Linked DNA regions of Mus musculus: all the other regions are linked to region 1. The links are chromatin contacts, called in public Hi-C, HiChIP or PLAC-seq, capture Hi-C and promoter capture Hi-C maps. All regions are on one chromosome and are shown on one strand. The core of a region is the stretch at or near the end of the contact, and the rest is flanking DNA. Distances in the headings are between cores, read along the strand shown. Region 1 holds the start of P2ry6 (pyrimidinergic receptor P2Y, G-protein coupled, 6). Region 2 holds the start of Pde2a (phosphodiesterase 2A, cGMP-stimulated). Region 3 holds the start of Stard10 (START domain containing 10). Region 4 holds the start of Atg16l2 (autophagy related 16-like 2 (S. cerevisiae)). Region 5 overlaps Fchsd2 (FCH and double SH3 domains 2).

Region 1 (4,439 bases), core at 770-3,269:
GGATCTGAACCCCCATCCTTACACTTACAAGGCAAACACTTTAACCTCTGAGCAATCTCCCCAGTCACACACTTTCAGCTTTGCATCAAAGGAGTTGTTTGCTCCTTCATTGAGGTGTTCACTCAGCCAGACAGCCAGCACATTAGCCAGGCTGCCACAGTGAAAACCGAGTTAGGTCTTAGGAACTGAAGTCTAGTATTGCCACCAGCAGGCTGAATTCCATGAATTCTGAGATAGGCACTTCTCCTCACAGACCTCCATCTCCCTGTCTGTAAAATGGAATACTAGTAGCATCTCCAGAAGACATTGGAATATCACAAAGATTCAATGGGACAACTGAGGTTCCCAGCCAGCTCTGAGACTCAGAGGGAGGGTGGTGGCATAGAGGAGCCAGGCAGATTCTCAGCACTGAAGACAGTCCTATAGGGACCCCCACCCCCCAGTGAAGTCTGTAGGAACAGTTCCAGGGTGAGGCAAGAGGACAGGCTAGAGATAATAGTTAGTGTTAGTTTCTAGACTATGACCCCCCAACTCTTCCTGGTAAACTAACAAATAGTAAGGATATACCAAAAAAAGAAAAAAAGAAAGAAAGAAGAGAAGAGAAGAGAAGAGAAGAGAAGAGAAGAGAAGAGAAGAGAAGAGAAAAGAAAAAAAGAAAGAAGGAAAGAAAAAAATTTCTCCAGGCTGGCCTTGAACTCATTACGTAGCTGAGGATGACCTTGAATTTCTGATCCTCCTGCTTCTACATCCTGAGTAGGGGCATGACAGATACTCACTGCCATGCCCAGTATCTTGTAGTGCTGAGGATCCAGCCCAGGGCTTCAGACATGCTTTGCAACAAGCTGAGCTTCATCCTAGCCAAATGGAGTCTCAGCAGTAGAAACTCCCACTGGCACTGGAGCTACACACACTCACGAACTACACATCCACACCTTTGTCTTGCACACACATGCAGATGCACCATGGAAGGCATAGCACTTGGTACATGCATGTAATCCTAGCGCTGGGAAGGCTGCGCCAGGTACAAAGCTAGCTTCGTACGTTCCGGAGGTAGCAGTACCAAATATGGGGCGCCTGCCTGCCTTTCCTCCGTCAGGATCAGCAGAGGCAAATGTGAACAGAAACCCTCAGAAGGATTTAGCCCTGCTCCCAGATACATCCAATTACTCTGCTTTTCTTCCCCTTAACAAGCAGTGCCTGGACTCAGGGAATCCGTTTTCCCAGTGGAGTTAACCTCAGGCTACATTGTATTTTAGCATCCTTCCTGCTAGTTCCTGCCAAGGCGCCTGAGCAGCTCTGAGAGTCCCGCCCAGCCCCTCCCCAAGGGACCCTCTTTACTCTCTAAAATTTGACACACACAGAGTTTTGGGTTTTTTTTTTTTTTTTTTTGAGATAGGATCTTTCTGACCTGCAACACACAAGAGATGCACTATGCAGAAGAGGCTAGTCTTGAACTCACAGAGATTGCCTACCTCTGCTGGGATTAAACACATTTATATGCTATATCATCTAGCATAGACAATACTCAGGCACATGCTCAGCTACTTGAACTCACAGGTAAGAAGTTGAGGCCCAGAAAGGGGAAAAAATGTCATGTTTCATTCAGAAGTCAAACTCTGACCTCTGCCTCAGTATTCCACCTCCCCACCCAAGACACAGTCAGGTCCCCATTTCCTTGCCTCCTCCACTCCAGGCCTCTGTGCCTTGTCCCCCGGTGTTGTGCAGCCTAGTTCTGGGCAGAACTTGGTAGAGGAAATAAGAGGAAGGGAGAAGGCCCCACACCCACCCACACCTGCTCAGCCTTCTGCACCCAGCCCGGGACTGCAATGGTGTGCACAGCGGGCAAACACTGGAGGAGGGAAGCACCCTTACCTGAAAACTCCCTCTGACACAGCAACCGCCTGCAAGCCATGAGAACTGGAGCAAGCTAGACTCCCGAAGCAGCCCCTGCCACCAGGCAGTTCTTGTGCCCCAGAGTGCAGGAGTCTGGGAGGTGGCAGATGAGGTAACTGGGACTACCAGGAGGGGAAGTGACACTGTCTCTCAGGCCTCAATCTGGAGATCTTGCTCAAGTGTCTGGCACAAGGCTGAGTCAGCCACTGCCGGACTAGGAGCAAGTCACCCCTAGCTCTGCCCACTCAGCCTAGCGATGGGGACCGTCGGACCATCAGTTTAGCCTGAGGGTTCCTGGGAAGATGGAAGGAGGGAGCACTCAAGGCCCAGGGCTGGGCACAGGGAGGCTCCTAGCTACACACCAGCTCCCCTCCTGGCCTCTCTCAAGTTTGGACAGAGCCTGGCTCCTGCTCATTACTGCCACAGGGAACAATTACCCTGGTTTCTCAGCAGTGCCTGGAAGGCTCATTAAGAGAGACCCAGACCCCAAGATTAAGGAATCTGTTGTCTGTGACTCCAACCATGCATGTCCAGACACCACTCTCCAGGGACCAAGAATGGCTCCTCAGAAAGAGGGTGGCTTGGAAGAAGGGCAGAACAGGGGTGACTCTTCCTCCCTAACCTCCATCCATCCTGGGGCTTGGGCAGGACCAGCAGAAGGCAATGGATAGCTCTGCCTGGGTACTTGACTGGCCCGGACAGCCCCTCCCTGTCAATCGGATTATCCCCTATCCCCTTTCTCCTCGTCTGGTGTCATTTACTAGGAGTGAGAGTGCAGAGCAAAGTCTCTGATCGGAGGTGAGAGCTTTAGAGAAAAATCAAGAGAGGTGTGTTGAGTAGAGTTAGGGTCTCCTCAAGTGGACTGAACTAGGATTTACTAGGTCTCCGTTTCCTGTACCACTTTCTGTCTCTCTCTGGAGAAGTCCACCCAGCCTGGAGGAGACCGTACCTCAAGCCCTACAGGATGGAAGCAGGCCAGGAGCTAAGGCCAGGCAGGCTCCTGGGCCCTGCTTCAGTTCGGAACGCCAATGCTTTGATTTGTGCCCAGAGCCTGGCCTGCAAGCCCTCTGCAGGCCAGAAGAGGAAATACACCCTCTGACCTACCCCAGCAGAGGGGTGGCTCTGGGGCCTTGCCTGGGTTCCAAGACAAGGCAGAGGTGTCTTGTCCCTTGGTCCTCTTCCCTGGCATGTATACATGAAAGAAGAGCCTCACAGTGGAGTTGTGTGAGGGAGCTAACACAGCTCCAGGTGTAGGAAGATCAAGATTCCCTACACAAAGCTTGCTTGGTGGTCCTAGCCTGCCCCATCCCCTAGGCTCCCAACCAAGCCCATTTTTCATACTCTAAGCCCCAGAGGCAGAAAGCATTTTCCCTTAGCCCAAGGATAAGATGGCACTGGTTAACTCTGCTTGAATTTGCTGTGTGACCTTAACCAGTGTCTGTCCCTCTCTGGATCTCAGTTCTCCTATCTGTAAGATGTAGTAGTAATAGCAATAGTAATAGTAGCAGCTGCAGTAGTAAGAATGATGATGATGATGATGATGATGATGGTGGGGTGATGATGATGATGGTGGTGGTGGTGGTGATGATGATGATGGTGGTGATGATGATGATGATGATAATAAATGAAGGCACCCACATCTTGGTGGTACCATGAATGGTCATCACAGTAACTAAAAGGCAATGTGCAGACCAAGATAACAGAGGGTATCACACGTTCCTCACATCCTGAGACCCTGATCTCTCAGGGCCCCTGGCAGCAGGCCCATTCTCTTGATAAGAAGTAAGTGTGACTTCATAGAAAACAAAGAAGTCGCTACTCCCACCCAATAGCAGGCCACTGACAGGAAGATCCCTCTGTCCCTGTGTAGGGAAAATCCTGAAAAGGAATACTGCAGTGGGGGGGGGGGGCAAAGTATCCAGAGGGTCAGCTCCCAGGCGAGAGGACGTGGCAGTCAACCTGGAGGAATGCTGGGCACGCACACTTGCGGGCTGGTCAGGGAGTGCGTTCACCTCTACATTGTGGGGTACAGTGCTTGTGTGCATCTGTGCCTTTGCTGTGCTGTCTACATACCTCACTCCAGGGTACCCCAGAATTCCCAGTCCACAGCAGTGTTTTCCCAGGCCCGCAATTCCAGGGCAGCTCAGATGCCATAGGAGATTTGTAAGGTGGCAGCCACCACAGGCTCCTCGACTTTCCCCAGAACAAAAGCAGTTGCATAAGAAGAGGAGGAAGGCTTAGGGGATTAAGCAGGCTCTGCCAGATCAGCCCTGGGTGTGGGCTTCTCTGGAAGGGCCAAAAGCCCCACTATCCTCAGACCTTTAGTGGCCCAAAAGCAATGGGCACTGAGCCTTCTTCTACAATGACCTCTCTGCCTCGAGCCACCTACAATAAGTCAGACACTCCCACACAGCCAGGCTACCCTGAGAGCCCTGTCCCTGGTGACCACTGCTGGATCAAGCTCACTGCCTTCCTTCTGGCCTTCCTTGGGTATATTTACCCCTTGCAGAACTGTGCTTCCTGCAGCAATAGATGAGAGCTCTCCC
Region 2 (4,439 bases), core at 961-3,460, 490 kb after region 1:
TAATGTTAATATGTAGGACAAACTGCTTTACTAAGAAGATGCACTTGGGAGGCAGAGGCAGGCGGATTTCTGAGTTCAAGGCCAGCCTGGTCTACAGACTGAGTTCCAGGACAGCCAGAGCTACACAGAGAAACCCTGTTTCAAAAAACGAAGAAGAAGAAGAAGAAGAAGAAGAAGAAGAAGAAGAAGAAGAAGAAGAAGAAGAAGAAGAAGAAGAAGAAGAAGAGGAGGAGGAGGAGGAGGAGGAGGAGGAAGAGGAAGAGGAAGAGGAAGAGGAAGAGGAAGAGGAAGAGGAAGAGGAAGAGGAAGAGGAAGAGGAAGAAGAAGAAAGAAGAAAGAAGAAAGAAGAAAAGAAGAAGAAGAGGAAGAAGAAGGAAGAAGGAAGAAGGAGGAGGAGGAGAAGAAGAAGAGGAGGAGGAGGAGGAAGGGGAAGAGGAGGAAGAAGAAGAGGAGGAGGATGAGGAGGAGGAGGAAGAAGAAGAAAGAAGAAGAAGAAAGAAGAAGAGGAAGAAGAAGAGGAAGAAGAAGCAGCAGCAATTGGCTTAGATCCCATCTCCAGACATGACTCCCAGGAAGGATACAAAAAGGCCCCCCCTAGATCACTGATGTGGAATCCAGAAAAGGGGTCTTGGAGCAGATGGCCTCTGAGTTGCTCTTGAATGGTTAGCAGGTGACAGGGTGGCACCATGACAGACCAGGAGGCAAGAATGAGGCAGCTGCTGTCTAAAAGAAAAGGGCTGTATAAAAACAAGGGATGGGGGTTGTCAGAGCTGGTCAATAATCAGGGTTGAACTGTGGAAGGTCTGTAATGCCAAGTGAGAGATTTAGGTTTTATGGTGCTCGTGGTAGAGACCCCCACTAAGGATGTTTGAGCACTGGAAGCTGTAAGCTCAGCTAGGAGGGGGAAAAATCCTTGTGTGGAAGATCACCCCTTGAGCTACTGGGACAGCTAGGACACTTCCAAGCCTGTGCCAGGTGCTGGGACCGTGTCCAGCACTGGGCTCAGTGACTCAACACTGGGGAAATTGCTCCCCAGGGGGAAAGGGCCCAAATGAATCACATCTATGAGGCAAGGAGCAGGGGGCTCACTGAGTCACCTTCCAAGGGCTGGGGGGAGAGGGAAGTACAGGAAGAGGGGCAGTAGCGCAGAAAGGAGAACCAGGGAAAGTCACAGTGAGGGCTGTCAGGAGTCTGTCTGTCTCACCATCATTCCAAGTTTTTGTCTTCTGGCAGCCCTGTGGGACAACTGACACCCAATGGGAAGGGGATCAAGCTAAAGTTACACTGGCAAAATCCAGGAAGACCCAAATTCACCATTTGATATAGACTCGTCCTGTGCCTTAGCCCATCTTATAGCAAGCAGAGGCTAGAAAACAGGTTGGTCCAGGCAAGGGGTTTGACCCAAGTTACACAAATGTCCCCTCATCCCTCCAGCCATCCCCTACTGGGGTCAGGGTGCACCTTTGCGATAGAACACCAGGGGGCGCAGGAGCGTCACGGCTGCTGCAAGTGCCTGAGCACAGAGGCGGCTCTGCAGAGAAATGCGCTCCCAGCTCTCGGGGTCCCACCGCGGAACTGCGGACTAGATGGCCCTGGGGCTTGCACCCTTTTCAGCCTCCTGGGACGCCGATGAAGGCCTATCTGGTAGCCTTAGGAACCCAGTGCTCTCACCCCACATTTGGGAACGGTGCGCCTGTGTGTGTCAGGGCGCACGTGTCTCCTTCACAGATCTGCTACCGCTTCAGGGCTCGTCCCATTTTGGAGCGACCTCTAAATTTCTCCCTCACTTTCCTCTACCCTCTGTACTGGAAGGAGTGAAAGGACCTCGGGGCTCCCGGACTGTGGCCGCGGCCCCTCTCCCCGCACTGCGCTGGACTCGGCCTCGGGGTTCTGGCCGGGCTACTGAAGTCCAAGTGATGGGGAGAGAATGTGGTGCGACAGTGCGCGGGACTCTGGGAGGGGCCCTACCACATAGGAGGAGTGACAATGGGATAAGCGGAAGGCAGCGAAGGCTGAGAGGCGACCGAGGAGTGGGAGCCCTCGTAGCCGACCCGCTGCAGGAGACTTGAGAGGGTGAAGGCCTGGCAGGGAGCAAGCCGGCCGGGATCGGGTGGGGTCCGATCTTTGGAAGGCGTTGAAGTGCTGTCCCCGGTAGCAGAAACGTAGGCGGGGCCTGGAGGCCTGGGGCGGGACGGGGGCGGGGGCGGGGCGGGACCAGGGCGGACCCTCGCGCGGACCGGCGAAGCTGTTGCGGACGCGCTGACCGAGTGCAGCGGGCCGGGCTGGAGGGGCGGGCGGGCGGCTGCGAGCATGGTCCTGGTGTTGCACCACATCCTCATCGCTGTTGTCCAATTCCTCAGGCGGGGCCAGCAGGTCTTCCTCAAGCCGGACGAGCCGCCGCCGCAGCCATGCGCCGACAGCCTGCAGGTAGGAGGCCCCCCCCCCCCCCATTCTGGGTAACAGGGAGAAGCGGGTGTCCAGGGAGAGCCCGGTGAGGGCCCGGTCTTCTGAAGAGCTTGCAGTCGTCTGCCCCACGGTCTACTCTCTCCTGAACCTTCCTTTAAGAGGGGACCCTTCCCTTAGTTTGGAACCCGTCTTGTACTGAATGGGACTGCAGCCATACCCAGAGGGGGTCCTTGATTCTTCGGCTCATAGTTCAAATGCCCCTCCAGATTCTGACTCTGCTTCGCATCTAGAACTCCTCCATCCCAAGCCCCGAAGTCCTAATCCTCGTTGCCCCCCTCAGCCACATTAACAGCTCTGTATAAACCCGGAGTTCCCTCCTCCCAGGTTAGTCCCACTCCCCTCTCAAACCTCTGGCTCTCTACTGTACATATCAGATTCCAGGCACACCCATATCCCCTAAGCCCCTGGCTGCAGAGAACTTTACCTCATAAGTAGGACCTCACCCCCAAACCTCTATCTTCTATTTTATAAAGTCTTACTCCCCATCCTTACTAATCATCTAGATTCTAGTCACCATCTTCCACCCAACCCAAGGGTCCAACCCCCTTTTAAAACCCAGATTCTCTCTTCTCCTCTGCCAGACTGCCCCCTCCCAGTCCTCATCTTTTACACAGACCTCCAGTCTCCTCCTGTTGCCTCCCAGCCTCTAGATGTGATAGTCCCATATCATTCTTCCAGTTCCCAAATTTCTGAGTGCATCATCCTTTGGCCCCTCTGCTGTTCTCTTGTTTAGTGTGTTGCTCCAGGCTGCCTACCTCTCCTGGTCTGTTCAGCCCTTCAGTTTCTGTAGGTCTCTATCTTTGTGCTAGGGTCTTTCTGTGACCATGCCTTCCCTACATGTCTGCCTCTACTTTGGGTCGTGGGGGAACCGGCTCAGAAGACAGGGCTGGAGCCTCTAGGACCTCCACCTGTGCCTGTGTTCTCAGGTATGGCATAGGATGGACTCAAGTCCAAGGGCTTAAACATGGAGAACGTTGCCCTCAGGGTGCCCAAAATATATGGTGGGTAGGGATCGTGAGGTGGGACACTGGTATTTATAACTTATACATGATATCTCCTTATCCCAGCTGTCCTGGTAGTGACTGGGGCAGTTGGGTTTGGGGATAGAGAGAGGGGGTAAATGTCCTTCACCTGTAGTGAGGGATGGGTGAGTCTGGGGTATATGTGCTTATGTGAGGGTTCCTGTGTACATAGCATGTGTTGAGTGTGCCTTGTGTGTAATCATATATGTTGTGCTATGTATAATCACATCATTTGAGTGAGATTTAGCATGGGGAGATGACAGTATGGAGATTGTGAGTCTGTGGTGTTACATGCTCTGTGTGACTACAGTGGCAGGATCGTGGGTGGGAGTTGTAGCACAGCGAGTGACTGTGGTGTGTGCATGTAGTTGTGTCTGTCATGGCATTGTGATGCTATAGGGACAGCTTGCATGTTGAAGACTGAATAAGTGGCTATACATGCTATTTCTCTGCAGTATGTGGTCAGAATGAGTCCTAGTATGGGCCTGTTGGTTTCGAATGGATGTCCTGTGAGAGAGGAGTGGAGGTTTATGTCTGGCTGTGCTTCTAGCCTCCTGGGTAGCTTAGGGTCACTATGGTACATCCTGGGTTTGCTTGGAGAAAATATTTGGACGCCTGTGTGTTAGTGTTTGTGTGCTATGTGCCTGTGGTGACTGTTCGTGCAACTATGGATGAGACCGGGTGCAGCCAAAACCCAGGGTCCGGTTCGCTCAGCAGCTGGTTGACCAGGTTGGAGGGTGGGCAGGAGAAAGCAGTTTCCAGACTGAAGGACTTTGTGTGTCTACAAATGGGTGATATTTTGGTCTGACATTAAGCATGCAAATTATGCAGAATATGTCTGCACATGTGCTTCTGTGTCTGAGTGGTGTGTGCGCATGCATGTGTGTGTTTAGTTGGGTGCGTGCATCTGTGGCTAGGAAGGTGAGTGTGAGGTGTGTGAGGTGCACGGTG
Region 3 (4,439 bases), core at 499-2,998, 360 kb after region 1:
TGACACTTCCTACCACACTGATGGAAGGCCTGGGTATCTGAGGTCATTGCACAGGACTGATGGGGACCTGCAGTTTTGTTTTGTTTTAGAAGACTTACTTTGTAGAACACCTTTCAGGGCCACTTTGTAGAACACCCATCATGGCTACCTGTTTGCCCCTGACTTATTTTTTATTTTTTTATTTACCAATGATTAAACCTAGGGCTCTACCACAAAGTTACAGCCTCCCTAACTATCCTGGAACTCACTCTGTAGACCAGGCTGGCCTCAAACTCAGAAATCCACCTGCCTCTGCCTCCCATGTGCTGGGATTAAAGGTGTGTGCCACCACTGCCCGGCAGCCTTTAAAAACATTTTGGGGTGGGGGGGCAAAGTCTTACTTTGTTGCCTGTGCTGGTTTTGAACGGAATATGCAGCCCAGGGAAAGCCTTAAACTTTGGGTCTTCCTCCCCAGTCTCCTGAGTAGCTGGGATTATAGGTCTGTGCTACCACATCCAGTTTCCTGCTTATTTTAAAAGTGGGCATGATTTACAAAGATCTCAGAGCCCTGAGCACTTCAGGGAAAAAAAAAAAAAAGCACATCTATTTGTGAACCTACAGTGCTGAGTCTGCGGTTTTCTTTTAACACCTGTAAGAAAAGAAATCTACATGGTGGAGATAAGAGGTGACTTCTGAGGGACCAGGGGGAGAATGCAGAGGGCACAGAAGGAGCCTGGGTGGCAGAGGCTTGGTACTCTGGCACTGGTGGGAATAGCCATTAGCAGACTCTGGTACTACTAGGTCAGTGGTAGTCACTTATTGCTCCTAATATCCAGAGGAGCACACCAAAGGCTTTCCCTGCTCGTCTCTGGCCCAGACAGTGACAAGACTGCCATGCTCATACTGGCCTGGCCCTAGCTTTCACTGGGTAGATGGGACAGGGCTCCCAGAATGGAAGAGTAGGCAGAAGAGTTAGTGGACAGAATTTACATCAGGCTACAGAGTAGAGCTCTGGTCCACTCTATTCTACAGAGGGGTGGAGGGGGCCTGTGCTCCAGTGTTCTGCAGCCCTGTGCTTTTGAGAACTGGTCTTCGCCTAGGGGAGGTGTGGGTAAATGGCTGAGAGCTAAAGAGGGGTGGGTTTGGAAGCTGCCAAATAGGGATGTAAGAGGTTGCTGGCTCAGGACCTCTCTCTGGCCAGAGTGAGGCTGAAGTGGAAATTTTGCCAAATTCTGGCCAGCCTTTGAACCTTGAGCCTTTAAAGTCGGATCAACTTCCGGCTGGGTTTGCACACCCTACTGGAAAATTGAGTTGGGTGTGTGGAGGAGGCTTGTTATGCTCTTGGTTCTTGGGGCTTGCAGGCTGTCGCCATTTCTAATTTAGTTACTGAGGGGCTGTCATCCCTATTCCTGCTAGTTAGTCTTTCAATTGTCATGAGGGTGTGTGCCCACCCTTGAATCTCTGAAGTGTTGTGTGTGTGAATAAGCTGTTGCAGAAGCGTGTACCTGCAAGGGTGGGAGCGAAGAGTAGAGAAGAGGCTCTCAGTTAACTTCCAGAATCTCTCTTGGCACCTCAACCTTACTCTGAGAGCCCAGGCTACTTTGTTACTTCGCTATGTGGTTCCTGCTCACAGGTCCCCGGTCCTCTGATAGTCTACATCTCTCCCCGGACTTTGCCCCTTCCCCGGGGCTTACGGGGGCGGGCGCTAGGACCCGGCGGGGCGGGGCGGGGCGGGGCTCGGTGCTCCCGCAGTTCTTACCTCCGCAGCCTGGAAAATACCGAGCGAGGCGAGCGGAGCCCGGGAGCCCCGAGCCTAGCGGGAGGGAGGAGGGCGGAGGGGGCGCGCGGGGCGGGGGGCGCGGAGCGGGGCGGGGCCGGCGGCGGGACCCACTGCTCCTCCCCCCAGGGTCCCCGCGCGGCCCCCGGTCGCCCGGGCAGCGGAGGCAGCGGCGGCGGCGGAAGAGCTCGCACACCGGCCCCGGCGGGCCCCGGCAGAGAAGCCCGCACAGGTGAGACTCCGCCACCACACCCGCCCCCACCACGGCCCCGCGCGGCTTGCTGCTGAGTTAGTTGTGCGAGTCCGGCCAGCACCGCGCGAGGACTCCGTGCCAGACCCGCACTTGCGATCCCCCAGAGTCCCGCCCGGCTCTCGCGGGCTCCTGCACCCGCTACGCAGCAATCCTACTGCCGCTCCAGGGAAGTATGAGGTCGCTCCTTGTGGGAGGGTGGCCCAAGTGACTGTCCTGTGCCGGTGCACAACCGCCTGGGGCCAGTACCTGCCCTTTTCAAGCTGTCCGCTGGTCCGGGACCCCGGCTAGCCCCACCCGCGCCCCCAGCGCACTGACTCTGGTCCCCAAACCGGTCTTGCAGGTCCCAGGAAGGTGGCGTCAGCATCTGCAGCCGCGTCGACGTTGTCTGAGCCTCCGCGGAGGACCCAGGAGAGTCGGACTAGGACCAGGGCCCCGGGCCTCCCCACGCTCCCTATGGAAAAGCCAGCTGCCTCAACAGAACCCCAAGGGTCTCGGCCCGCCTTGGGCCGTGAAAGTGTCCAGGTGCCCGATGACCAGGACTTCCGCAGTTTCCGGTCAGAGTGTGAGGCCGAGGTGGGCTGGAACCTGACCTACAGCAAGGCCGGCGTGTCTGTGTGGGTGCAGGCTGTGGAGATGGATCGAACTCTGCACAAGATCAAGGTAGGATTGCCCTGTGGTACCTGCAGCCTCCACTCCTCCCGAACTGTCTCTCACAGGAATCTCCTCGCCCATACTCAGACCAGGGACCCATAGAGGGGTGCATGTGAGCTCAGAGTCTCCTAATATAAACCAGAGGACACACATGGGCCATATGACCCGGGTTCTAACCTAGGCATGCCTGTGTGTTTGGGAGATGGGTGATGGCCAGGTACACTTAGGGGAATAGTGTCTCTCAAAGGTCTGTCTTTCAGAGTAGCTTCTGCTTGGACCCTTAGTTTGACCCACTAGGTAGGTGAACGGCCCACTTCCTCCTTCACCCGGGGTTCTCTAGCCCGCGATGGGTCTTCTGCTCTACTTTCTGCACTCTTGGGTGCAGAGGATGAGATTCCTTCCTTCTCAATTCCTCTAGTCCTCTCTGTCCCTGCCCAGTGGCTCTATCAGGCTCTGAGCCTGCAGCAGGCCTTTAGGACTGTGGCTGGCAGCTCCTGACTGCTGTCTTGCCCTGAGCCACCCTGGGGGTGCACTAGAGGAGGCAGGGTCTTAGTGTCAAGGGAAACCAGCTCAGAAGGCAGATACGTACTCATCAGCCCCTCACTGCCATCCCCCTCCTCCCTGCCCCATGATTCTCTTCTCTCTGTCATGGCAGGGTAGCTTGGGGTTTGATGGAGGCAGAGATTCTGGTCTAGGGGGTCTCAGTAGCTGTTTGTTACACGTGTGGTTTGGTTGTGAGTGCCACATTGCAGGGTGTGAACTTCCCCTTAGAGAGCTCTTGGAAGGCCATTCCCTTGCACCCTCCTGCTGCTCTGGATCTGTCACGGATGCATTCCTATTCTTAGGGTCCAGGGCACTGGACTGTCTTAACAGGGTCCCTTCTGTCTAGGACCTTTATACCAGAGCCTGAGGTGCTGGCCTTTTTCCTCTGGCCCTATGCTTCTTTTTGCCTTGCCCTAATCATTTATAGCTTTATCCACCTGCCCCCCCCCCCCACACACACACAACTGGCTTGCTCTTCCTGCTGTCCCTTTGCCCTCTGTGTCTGTCTCCGTCTGCCCTTGCTAACTGACTCTTTCTGCGTTTCCGTGGCTACCTCCTTGCTCTGAGTCTCTTCCCAGGCTTAAAGACCCTGGGCTGGAGCTTCTTCAAGGCCTAGTGTAGGTCTGAGCCTGAGGAGTAGGGCGGGCAGGGCAGCTGGCAGTGTCAGCATGTTGCTGATTGCATGTGGGCTCCTCCCCACAGTGTCCACCAGGGTAGTGGTGTTGGGGAAAGATGAACCTGGGAACCGAGTGAAAGGTGGTGGGCTGACTGAGATAGGCTGAAAGCCAGCAGTGTGCAGAAGCTGGGAAGTTTGGCTTCCCCCCCACAGGACTGGCTCGTGTGTGTGTGTGTGTGTGTGTGTGTGTGTGTGTGTATGGGGGAGTGTGTGTACTCCCACCCTTTGTCAATAGGGCGGAGCTGCCTCCTCCATCTGGCTTGGTTAATGAATAAACCCAGCCTTACCCAGGACTGGAGTTGGCAGGTCTAGAGACCAGGTTGCCTCAAACAGACCCCTGTGGCTAGATCAGGCTTGGGAAGGGAGAATATTTGAAGAAGCTATGGTGTTAATGGGCCTCTGGGCAAGACAGATGTTCTCTCCAACATACCAGTTCAGTGCTTTACATACTGAACAAAGGCTAAAGTATTAGACAGCCTTTTGTACAACCTGCTTTGTAACCCCCTCCTCCTACAACAGGATGCAGGCCAGGATACTAAGAACCAGAGAATGCCAGGGCT
Region 4 (4,439 bases), core at 1,359-3,858, 340 kb after region 1:
GCCACACAAGAGTGGGGACCTGAGTTTGGGCCCCAGCACCTACATTAAAGAACCTGGCACACTTTGCCAAGAGCTGAGAAAGTTGAGTCCGCTAGCTATAGGTTCAGTGTAAGACCTTGTCTTTAAAACTAAGGTGAAACACAATTAAGGAAGACACATGCCAACCTCTGGCCTCCACAGATGCACATACAAGTAGCACATAAACAGACCAAGGAGAGCCTGGTGTGATAAGCTGGCACACACCTGTAATCCCAACCGGAGAGAGGCAGGAAAGCCAGGAATTCAAGGTCATTTCCAGCCTACCTGGGCTACATCCTCTTAGTTCTGTCTCCAACCCATTCCCTGCTCTTTGGAATAGGTAACAAGCCTCTTTTTGAAGTTATCAGGTAAGGAACAGGAAGAGGGACAAGACTCAGAAGGGGGAAACACGAGAACAGGATTGGACAGGAGACAAATGCACAGAGAAGCGTCGGGGTTAAAGATATTAAGGTAAGCAGCCAGCTTGGGGAGGACTCAAGAGGCCTCCACTGCCCTCGCTCACATCCCCAGGAGTTACAGACTGATGAGGTGCCAAGGCTGAGCACAGCAAAGAGGCAGGCACAAGCAGCTCTGATCACTCACAGACAACTCACCTCCAGTCCTCATGTCGGGTGGAGATGGCATCCTTTGGTTCGGACTTCAACTTTTCTGAGAACTTGGCTAGCAGTTCAGCCTTCTCTAGGAGATGGTTATCTGGGGATGCAAAAGGGTGAGCCTGTGGCAAAGGCAGAGCCGCTTGCCAACAAACTCCCGACATACAAGCTACCTCATACTGGGATGGCTGCAGGAGCCCAGGGGTCTTGGGAATAAAGAAGCCTCTGAAGGCTGGGCTCTGCCCCTTCCTGGGGGAATATCTGTATCTGGCAAAGCCTCATCACAGCACAGGCCCACAAGCCCACCCAGGAGACAAGGACAGAAAGACCACCAATGCTGGGGACAAACATGGCTAGGTAGCACTTGAAGAGAGAACAGAAGGAAAGCAAGGGGCCTGGGATTAGTTCACCTCTGCCAGGGACAAAGTCTGGACCCAGAGCATGTTGAAATAAACAAAACCACCTGTGTATGGCCTCCAGCAAGTCGCTTCCCCTCCAAGACCTCAAGGTTTACAGTTAAGTAATTCTCACTTCCACGCAACAGCTTCCCCCAGGTCAATATTGAAAGCCCTTGAGCAATTATCGAACAAATCTTCCCAAGATAGGTGGTTAGACCTTGGACCCCCTCACCCACATTCCTTCCAGCTGTTTTGTTTTGTTTTGTTTTGTTTTGTTTTGTTTTGTTTTGTTTTAAACCAATTCCAGGCAGACTGAGGCTGCTAACCTCAGGCCAGATCCTCACCTCCCTTCCTTCTCTGTCTGAGGTTCCTGGACCCTGACAAATTCTCAAAACTACCTGAGACCACAAGGCATTGCAAGCACCCCTACCCCGGCATACAAGGTCACAATGTGCCTCATTTGCAAGTAAGAAATCTGAGGTAAAGGACTTGAATTACCCCAAACCACAGACCTGGGTCTCTAGGTTCCCAGTCTTGCAGTTCTCCTGGGTGGTCCCTCCCTTAAACCGATAGTCCCACTGCCCATCAGAGCAGTTGGAGAAGTGGGGTTGTCTGGAGGTAGAGGTATCCAACCCCAAGAGAGGGCCAGCCCTCACAAAGTTCCAAGGAAAACAAATTTGATTGCGTGGGTGCATCAAAATTAGCACCAAGTGAGGAAGAAGTAGGGAGTATGGTTAGACTTTCAGCCTCAAACACACAATCACAGTCCACCAAAAGGCAGTAAATACAGATGCACTCCAGTGTTCCTCGGATGGAGTGCACACATCTCCTCCTCCTAGCCAAAGTGCCCAGAAATAACCACATGAGAATTTAACTTCCGCCGCGCGACAAACAACCTAAAGGAACCCGGAGCCCCATTCGAGCTACGATCCGCTAGGCACTGAGGTACTCCACGAACGTACGCCAGTATAACCTATCCGTACCAGAACCTACCAGAGACTTTCGCTCCTTCCTTTCAGCTACCGTGGCTGTTCTGGCCACGCCTGCCTTCTTTAACTGGGCTCTGGGACCAAATGGACTGACCAGGCCTTGCCCTAGGGACGGCCTGAAAGAAGGACTCGACAAAACCATCACTGAGACAGAGCTTGTGTCTAGGATGCTCAAGGGAGGCAGAGCTGAGTCTTTGGGGCTAAGCAGCACCAGAGCTGGAAACAGCAGGCAAGCCAATGCGGAGAGGGGCGTAACAGGTTCCAAGACGCAAAGCCCTCGGGAACCGTGACGGCGCCGCTGCCCTGAGTCACAAGTCGAGTGGCGGGACAAGCCCTCTCCCCGAGCGGGGAGTCCCACCTCCTCAAAGCCAGTCATCCCCGAGCCCCCAGGGACGCACTCACAAGCCGGCACTAGCTCCAGGAAGAGCGCCTTTTGCGTGCGGTCCCGATGCCGCAGCTGCCGCACGATGTGGCGCTTCCAGACAGCGGCGGGCGCGCAGGGATCGCAGGGGGCGCCAGGTCCTGCCATGGCCGCCGAGTCCCTAGCGGCCGCGCAAAGCTCCAGCCCGAGCAGGGGGGCGGAGCCTCCCGGGGACTCCATGACGTCAGGGCGGCAGCAGCGGGGAATCCCCGGGCTGTACCAAGCGCTTTTGTCGGGGAGATCTGGACACCTCAAAGCAGGTGCTGCTGCGGCCCAGCAAAAACCCTCAGTCCCAGAGGTGTGCGTTTCTGTCCCGGAGTAAGCAGCAGGGATTGAAGCCTCCCTGTCGCCTGTGGGCGCGTCCAGGGCGGGGCCTCAAGGTCGCCTTCCTTAACCTCTTGGTGCCTGGACCAGTGTCAGAAGCTGAGGATGCAGAACTCACTAAGTTACCCCGGAAGGGGAGACCCTACCACCAGGGGCTGTACAGAGACAAGCACCAGGCACAAGCAGTCTAAGAGAGAAGACTGCCTGAAGGAGCCCCACTGTCACCTACAAGGTGACAGTTGAGTGGGGGTTTATGAAGGACCAACTAAGACCGTTACCCAGAGGGAGCGGAGACAAAAGGACTCTTAAGCTCTGGAAAGAACAAGTAGACATGGTCTGATGACATGAAAATTTCCAATGCAGGCGGGCGTTGGGAGTAGCTCAGCGATAGGGTTTTTGCTAACCCTGCGCGGGGGCCTAGATTCAAGGTCCAGCGCTTCAGAGTTGTTAGGACAGGACGCAGAACTGTCCGTGGGAGGAGCAAGATTTAGAGGTCCAGTTGGTAGCAAAATTTAGGGCTCTAAGAAAAGACTCCGTTTATCTGGAAAACCCCAGGCTCAGAGGAGAGAAGAGGCTTCCTCGTTTGCAGCTGTGTGTAGTAGGGAGCTGAGCTAGCCAGCAACCCAGAGTTCTAACTCAGGGCCTATCTGCTGCCTCTCTTGGACAGCACAGACATCTCTTGTGGGTACATTTGACAGTGAATCTGGGCTCACGGGGAATTGTAATGAAATTGTCTCTAGCAAAGAATTCTGCAGATACAGGCTGTGGTAAAGAATGACAGGAGAGGGCTGGTGAGATGGCTCAGTGGGTAAGAGCACCCGACTGCTTTTCTGAAGATCCGAAGTTCAAATCCCAGCAACCACATGGTGGCTCACAACCACCCGTAATGAGATCTGACTCCCTCTTCTGGAGTGTCTGAAGACAGCTACAGTGTACTTACATATAATAAATAAATAAATCTTTAAAAAAAAAAAAAAAGAATGACAGGAGAGACTCAGTGGGCCTAGCCTTACAATATGACATACTGAGGAAGGTTCAGCTTCAAGCCCTGTTTTTAGCTAGGGAAGGCAGACCTGGTTATCCCTAAGAAATAAACCGATGGGAGGGAAAAGGCAATATCAGGAAGCCCTCTAGGCCCTGCAGGGGACAAGCCTTGAGATACTGGGGTCTCAAGTTGGGGGTCTGTTACAGGACTTGAAAAACAGTAAAGGCAAGTGACACCCCAGGGGAATATGTATCTGTTGTTCGGTGAAGCTATAGTGAAGCTGAGCATAATGGCCCATGACTGTAATCCCAGCACTGATGCCAGCCTGGGGTACATAGTAAGTTCCAAGCCAGCTTGGGTTACATAACAAGACTCTATCTCAAAACACTACAAACTGGCCTCAGTCCCCCTTGTGTCTGTCTTGGATACCCCCTGCCTTTGCACTGTACTGTGCCCAGTATTCCTGCTGGAAGTCTGGCTCTGCTCACACATCATATCCAGAAGCACTTCCTGGGGCCTGAGGCTTCTGTGACAACAGCCCCCCCCCCCCAATCCCCAGGTCCTACACAGTGTGCTGCATCTTTAGGTAGGAAGTCATGTTGTGGCAGGTTTTTTAATAATTGTAAAAGATTTCTTTTTAGGCGCGCACATGTGTGGGTATGTGTGTGTGCACGTGCACGAGTGCAGGTG
Region 5 (4,439 bases), core at 983-3,482, 270 kb after region 1:
TCAAAACAAACAAAACCTATCCTGAACATAATGCCTGGCCAGGGAAGAGTGTTGAATAGTCAGTCATATAAAATACAAGTCAGGGGTATCCTCCCTGATGCAGTGCGAAGTGGGATGTCAGGACCAGGCATGGTTACATATACCTTTTATCTGAGCACTCCAGAGACAGAGTCAGGCAGATCTCTGTGAATTTGAGACTAGCCTGGTATTCATAGTGAGATTCAGACCACCCAGGGCTATGTAATACTATCTTGAAAGGAAATGGGTTGGCAGAAATAACTGGAATAGGAAATTGCTAAGAAATAACAAAAGAACTTGGTAGGTTAGCAGTATAGCTCTGTGTTAGAGTGTACACTTTGCATGTGCGAAGTGCAAAGGTTTGATCACTAGCACTGCTAGTTAACTGTTAAAAAGCTTTGATTTCTTTCCTTTCTTCCCTGTTTTCTGGTACTCATACTCAGATAGCTAGTATAATGCCTAAGTACAGTTGACACTCAATAGCAATATCATTCAGACTACATAGGAATATAGTTCACCTTAAACTGCACGCCTTGTTCATGATACCTATATTATCATGTCTTGTATATAGGTAAAATGAGCTATTTCTTCCAAACAAGATTATTAGGATGAGCTACTAAGAATATTTCTAAGTCAAAAACTTCATATCAGAAAACATGTCTCTTTTTAAAACAAATTCATGAAAATCATGATTTAAGGTAGAAATTTTAATTCCATCTCAACACACTACAGTGTCCAAAATGTTCATAACTATTTGAAGTTTATATTTAAGGCATTTCTAGTATAGGGGAATGCCAGGGCCAGGAAGTTGGAGTGGGTGGGTTGGGGAGCGGGGGGGGGGGGGAGGAGATAGGAGATTTTTGGAGAGGAAACTAGGAAAGGGGATAAGATTTGAAATGTAAATAAAGAAAATATCTAATTAAAATTTTTTAAATATATTTAAGGCATTTATTTGCACTGCCTGTTTATAGTACTCAATGGTGCCATCTAGTGGTAAAAGAAGATTCAGCACTATTACTCTGCTTCGGGGACAGGTTTTGTTTTATTTCAAGTCAATTTTATATTAAAAGCTTGATGTAAAAGCCAGACACAAAGTACAAAAATAATTATTGTAAAATTTATATACATGATTCTTATAAATAACATACTAACATACAAGGAATAAAATAAATAAATAACATTCAAGGAATAAAAGAAAGAAGAACAATGTTAGATATCATAATTTAGCCCTGACTGTCCTAGAACTCAATCTGTAGGTCAGGCTGGCTTTGAACTCAGAGATCCCCTGCCTCTCCCTGAGATTAAAGTGCTGGGATTAATGATGTATCCCTCCACCACTTGGTTTAAAACACGTTTTTCAAAAGATACTTGAGAAAGTGAAAAGAGCAGCCCATAAAATGAAAGGAAATATTTACAAATTATTTATCTTGCAAAACTCTGCTATATACAATACATAAAGAGTTATTGCCATTTGAAATCAGAAATAGACTCCAACTGAGATGTATGAAGCAGAGGCTGGAGATGTAGCTCAGTTAGTGAACTATTTGGCCAGCAGTTCAGTTTCTATTACTGTATAAACCAGGTGTGGCAGCACATACCTGGAATCTCAGGTGGAAACTAAAGGGTCAAAAGCTAAGGGTGGGCCAGTGAGATGGCTAAGTGGGTAGAGGCACTTGTGTGCAGGCCTAACAATCTGAGTTGGATCCCCAGATTCTGCAGCACAGCGGGGAAAAAAAATCAGAATTGTACTCTGACTGCCACATATGCACCATGATGCATGTATGTCTTCTGTAAGTAAATATTTTTCTTTGAAAGTTGGAAGTACTTTTAGTTGTATTACAAGTTCAAGTGGTGCTACAGGAGACCCTGTCTCAAAAAAAAAAAAAAGCCAAAGGTTTGAATTAGATAATTCGCCATAGAAAATAGATCAGTATATAGCAAAACATGTAAGGGACTCACAGACAAGTAACTCCAGTCTAAGGAGATCTGATGTTCTCTTCTGACTGCCATGAACACTGTACACTCTATGTGTGTACAGACAGACATTCAGGCGAACACTCATCCACATAAAATAATAAAATATCAACAATAATACCAATAAAGAGCACAATGAATAACACACACACACACACACAAATAAGTGGTGGCAAGGACACAGAGAATCTTCATGAATTGTTGGTTGATAGGGTGCAGCACTCTGGAAAACAAAGTTGCCATATGGCCAAAGGCAGTTCTACTCCTGTGTGTCTCCCCTGGGAACTAGAAGCAGGTGCCAACGCTAAAATAAAGGTAGAAGTGAAACTCTAAAACAAAAACATTTTATTTGGACGTAACAAAAAAATAATACTGCAATCCAGAACACATGCACACACGCTGAAATGACCTCTAGAATGTCTAGGAAACAAAGGAAGGTTTGGCAGCTTTGTTGAGACAAAGAAATTTGAAAGCCATTATGAAAGAAAGCTCATTGGCACTTTGTGTGTTTGAGAGAACTAGGGAGCTCTCATTGGAGAGCAGCAACAGTCACTGTGCAAAACTAGCTCCGTGACAGTTTTGTTAATTGATGAGAAGAGAAAAATGTAGATTTTTAAAAGATAAGGCTGCTGTTTTGATAGTTTGGAATGGCAGGAAAGTTCTTAGAATATCTATGAGAGCTGAGTGTTTTCCCTTTGACCTCTCTAAGATGTGCGTGACGGGAGTGTAATCTATGTAGACAAACACGTGGGCATAAATGTTCATGACATTTTATGTTTTCTCTCAGATTGCTCTGTAGCAAATATATACTAAATCCTAATTCTACCACTAATGGAGGAGACTTGTGTTTATTGTATATGTGTTCCAGGCTCTGTGCCTGGATTCTTTCTTTCTGATAGTCCCTGTAAAATTCCTACATCTAATTGTCATGAAGTGGCTACAGAAGCAGATAAGCAAAGATCAGAAACTAGATGTTTTTGTCTCCAAAATATTCTGGTTTTTTTCCTAAGCTTTAGCAATATTAGATTTTTCCCCTTGTTGGTTGCTATTCATTAGAAATTCAGCACTACCCTAGTAACTGCTCACTGTTCACACGCTCTTATGTAATGCTCTATGCCTTTTGTCAGTTTATTAATAGGTTTTGAAATTGAACATTTCTACATTTTTAAAGACAAAGGAATTATGTGCCAAAGCACTATCATAATTTTTGGCTTCTATAATATTCCTCTCTTTCAGGCTCTTGATGGAAACGTGTATGACCACCTCAAGGATTATTTAATAGCCTTCAGCCGGACCGAGCTAGAAACTTGCCAAGCTATACAGAATACATTCCAGTTTTTACTAGAAAACTCCAGCAAGGTAATGTGTCTTTAATGCAATGACTAGTATTGCCATGTCATAATCTAAAGCTCTTTCCTGAAGATACTAATAATAGTAGAAACATGTTTTAAAGGATGTAGTTCTGAAAAAAATTCTCCTTAACAAAGTGAGAGAATGGGACACTTTCTGGATGAGTTGAATGAAAGGGGGGACATGATGCACAGACTAACTTAGCCATCAGTCTGTGGCCATACATATTGCCTTTGAGAAGAATCAGTGAAGAATGGCCTGCTCACAGGAACTTCAAATCCATTCAACTCAGTCATTAAAGAGAACAAGGTCATCTATCAATGCAGACAGTAAGAAAAATGAGCACAGGGAATGTAGCATGTGATAATTAATTTAAAAATAAATTCTACAGTGCCTTGGAGTTTAGTTTTTTACAAATTAAACTCACTTTCTATATGCTGTCATCCTTTGGTAATGATCTTTTCATTTAAACTATTGATCTATTAACTTTGCCAGCATGCCACACTGAATATACAAAGAAAATAAATATGATTATCTTTTCTCAGACTCAGATAAATTATGTTTATTTTTAAGGGTGGTGAATCTTTGCTTTAGGAGATAAATTATGTAAATGTTACTTTTCTTTCTGGAAAATGCATTATGAATATTTCCTGACTGTATCCATTTTAAAATATATACATTCTATCTAGATCTACTACTTCTAAGACCTAAGTTAATCCTTTCCTTTCCTTCCCTTAATCCTTCCTCTCCCTCTTCCTCCCTTCCTCCCTCCCTTCCTTCTTCCCTTCCTTCCTTCCTTCCTTCCATCCATCCATCCATGAAGGAGAATGAGAACTGAGTCATGTCTTTAGAAACTGTTTAGGAATCAGGGTATCCATTTTCACATGACAGGAATGAGAAAAGCACACAGATTCTTTATCCTGAACACTTCCCAATGCAAGTGTTCTTGTCTCTGTGTGCCTGAGCTCCTGATCCTATGGTAGAAACACATTACCGGGGCTGCGGGGAGCTCAGCAGCTAAGAGTACTTATTGCTCTTTCAAGGGGTCCAGGTTCAGATCCAGCACCCATGTGGTGGGTCGCTTATAACCAACTATA

Evidence for each region. A called contact is a pair of places that touch in the nucleus more often than the background predicts. HiChIP or PLAC-seq counts read pairs in DNA pulled down with a chosen protein or histone mark. Capture Hi-C pulls out chosen DNA fragments and counts their contacts.
Region 2: a capture Hi-C map of macrophages shows a contact between it and region 1, with 4 times the contacts expected there. The contact joins the promoter of Pde2a here to the promoter of P2ry6 in region 1. A contact is called at or near these places in 2 of 115 datasets of contacts at active chromatin or transcription factors (both in embryonic stem cells) and 3 of 9 other capture datasets (adipose tissue, embryonic stem cells and macrophages).
Region 3: a contact with region 1 is called in a promoter capture Hi-C map of liver. The contact joins the promoter of Stard10 here to the promoter of P2ry6 in region 1. A contact is called at or near these places in 13 of 39 promoter capture datasets (the 3T3-L1 cell line, the C10 cell line, the HPC-7 cell line and 5 more), 1 of 484 Hi-C or Micro-C datasets (bone marrow-derived macrophages), 15 of 115 datasets of contacts at active chromatin or transcription factors (the 230-238 cell line, bone marrow-derived macrophages, craniofacial prominence and 10 more) and 3 of 9 other capture datasets (embryonic stem cells, liver and macrophages).
Region 4: an H3K4me3 HiChIP or PLAC-seq map of the 230-238 cell line shows a contact between it and region 1, with 11 times the contacts expected there. The contact joins the promoter of Atg16l2 here to the promoter of P2ry6 in region 1. A contact is called at or near these places in 15 of 39 promoter capture datasets (the 3T3-L1 cell line, the C10 cell line, the HPC-7 cell line and 8 more), 1 of 15 datasets of contacts at CTCF or cohesin (large pre-B cells), 7 of 484 Hi-C or Micro-C datasets (bone marrow-derived macrophages, differentiating embryonic stem cells, embryonic fibroblasts and 2 more), 26 of 115 datasets of contacts at active chromatin or transcription factors (the 230-238 cell line, the SCID.adh cell line, SST interneurons and 18 more) and 4 of 9 other capture datasets (adipose tissue, liver, macrophages and 1 more).
Region 5: a contact with region 1 is called in a Hi-C map of bone marrow-derived macrophages, with 29 read pairs. The contact joins the enhancer-like site here to the promoter of P2ry6 in region 1. A contact is called at or near these places in 9 of 39 promoter capture datasets (the C10 cell line, the HPC-7 cell line, cranial neural crest and 6 more), 2 of 15 datasets of contacts at CTCF or cohesin (the NIH/3T3 cell line and large pre-B cells), 13 of 484 Hi-C or Micro-C datasets (the G1E-ER4 cell line, the HL-1 cell line, bone marrow-derived dendritic cells and 4 more), 7 of 115 datasets of contacts at active chromatin or transcription factors (bone marrow-derived dendritic cells, bone marrow-derived macrophages, embryonic limb bud and 3 more) and 5 of 9 other capture datasets (adipose tissue, bone marrow-derived macrophages, liver and 2 more).

What each region holds. Positions count from the first base shown.
Region 1 is chr7:100,962,347-100,966,785 of GRCm38.p6, forward strand. It overlaps P2ry6 (pyrimidinergic receptor P2Y, G-protein coupled, 6), which reads right to left and starts at 2,020. Exons shown (of 3, transcript NM_183168.2): 1 at 1,873-2,020.
Region 2 is chr7:101,449,042-101,453,480 of GRCm38.p6, forward strand. It overlaps Pde2a (phosphodiesterase 2A, cGMP-stimulated), which reads left to right and starts at 2,211. Exons shown (of 30, transcript NM_001143849.2): 1 at 2,211-2,427. The coding sequence starts at 2,311.
Region 3 is chr7:101,319,365-101,323,803 of GRCm38.p6, forward strand. It overlaps Stard10 (START domain containing 10), which reads left to right and starts at 1,749. Exons shown (of 7, transcript NM_019990.5): 1 at 1,749-1,988; 2 at 2,350-2,669. The coding sequence starts at 2,463.
Region 4 is chr7:101,299,480-101,303,918 of GRCm38.p6, forward strand. It overlaps Atg16l2 (autophagy related 16-like 2 (S. cerevisiae)), which reads right to left and starts at 2,609. Exons shown (of 18, transcript NM_001111111.1): 1 at 2,422-2,609; 2 at 633-732. The coding sequence starts at 2,548.
Region 5 is chr7:101,230,644-101,235,082 of GRCm38.p6, forward strand. Fchsd2 (FCH and double SH3 domains 2) reads left to right here. Exons shown (of 20, transcript NM_001146010.1): 9 at 3,229-3,351. Among named protein-coding and RNA genes, the nearest start is that of Gm50587, 26 kb to the right of the region's middle. Within about 2 kb of position 2,233, at least 7 of the 459 cell types and tissues checked have an H3K27ac peak or open chromatin away from gene starts, as enhancers often do.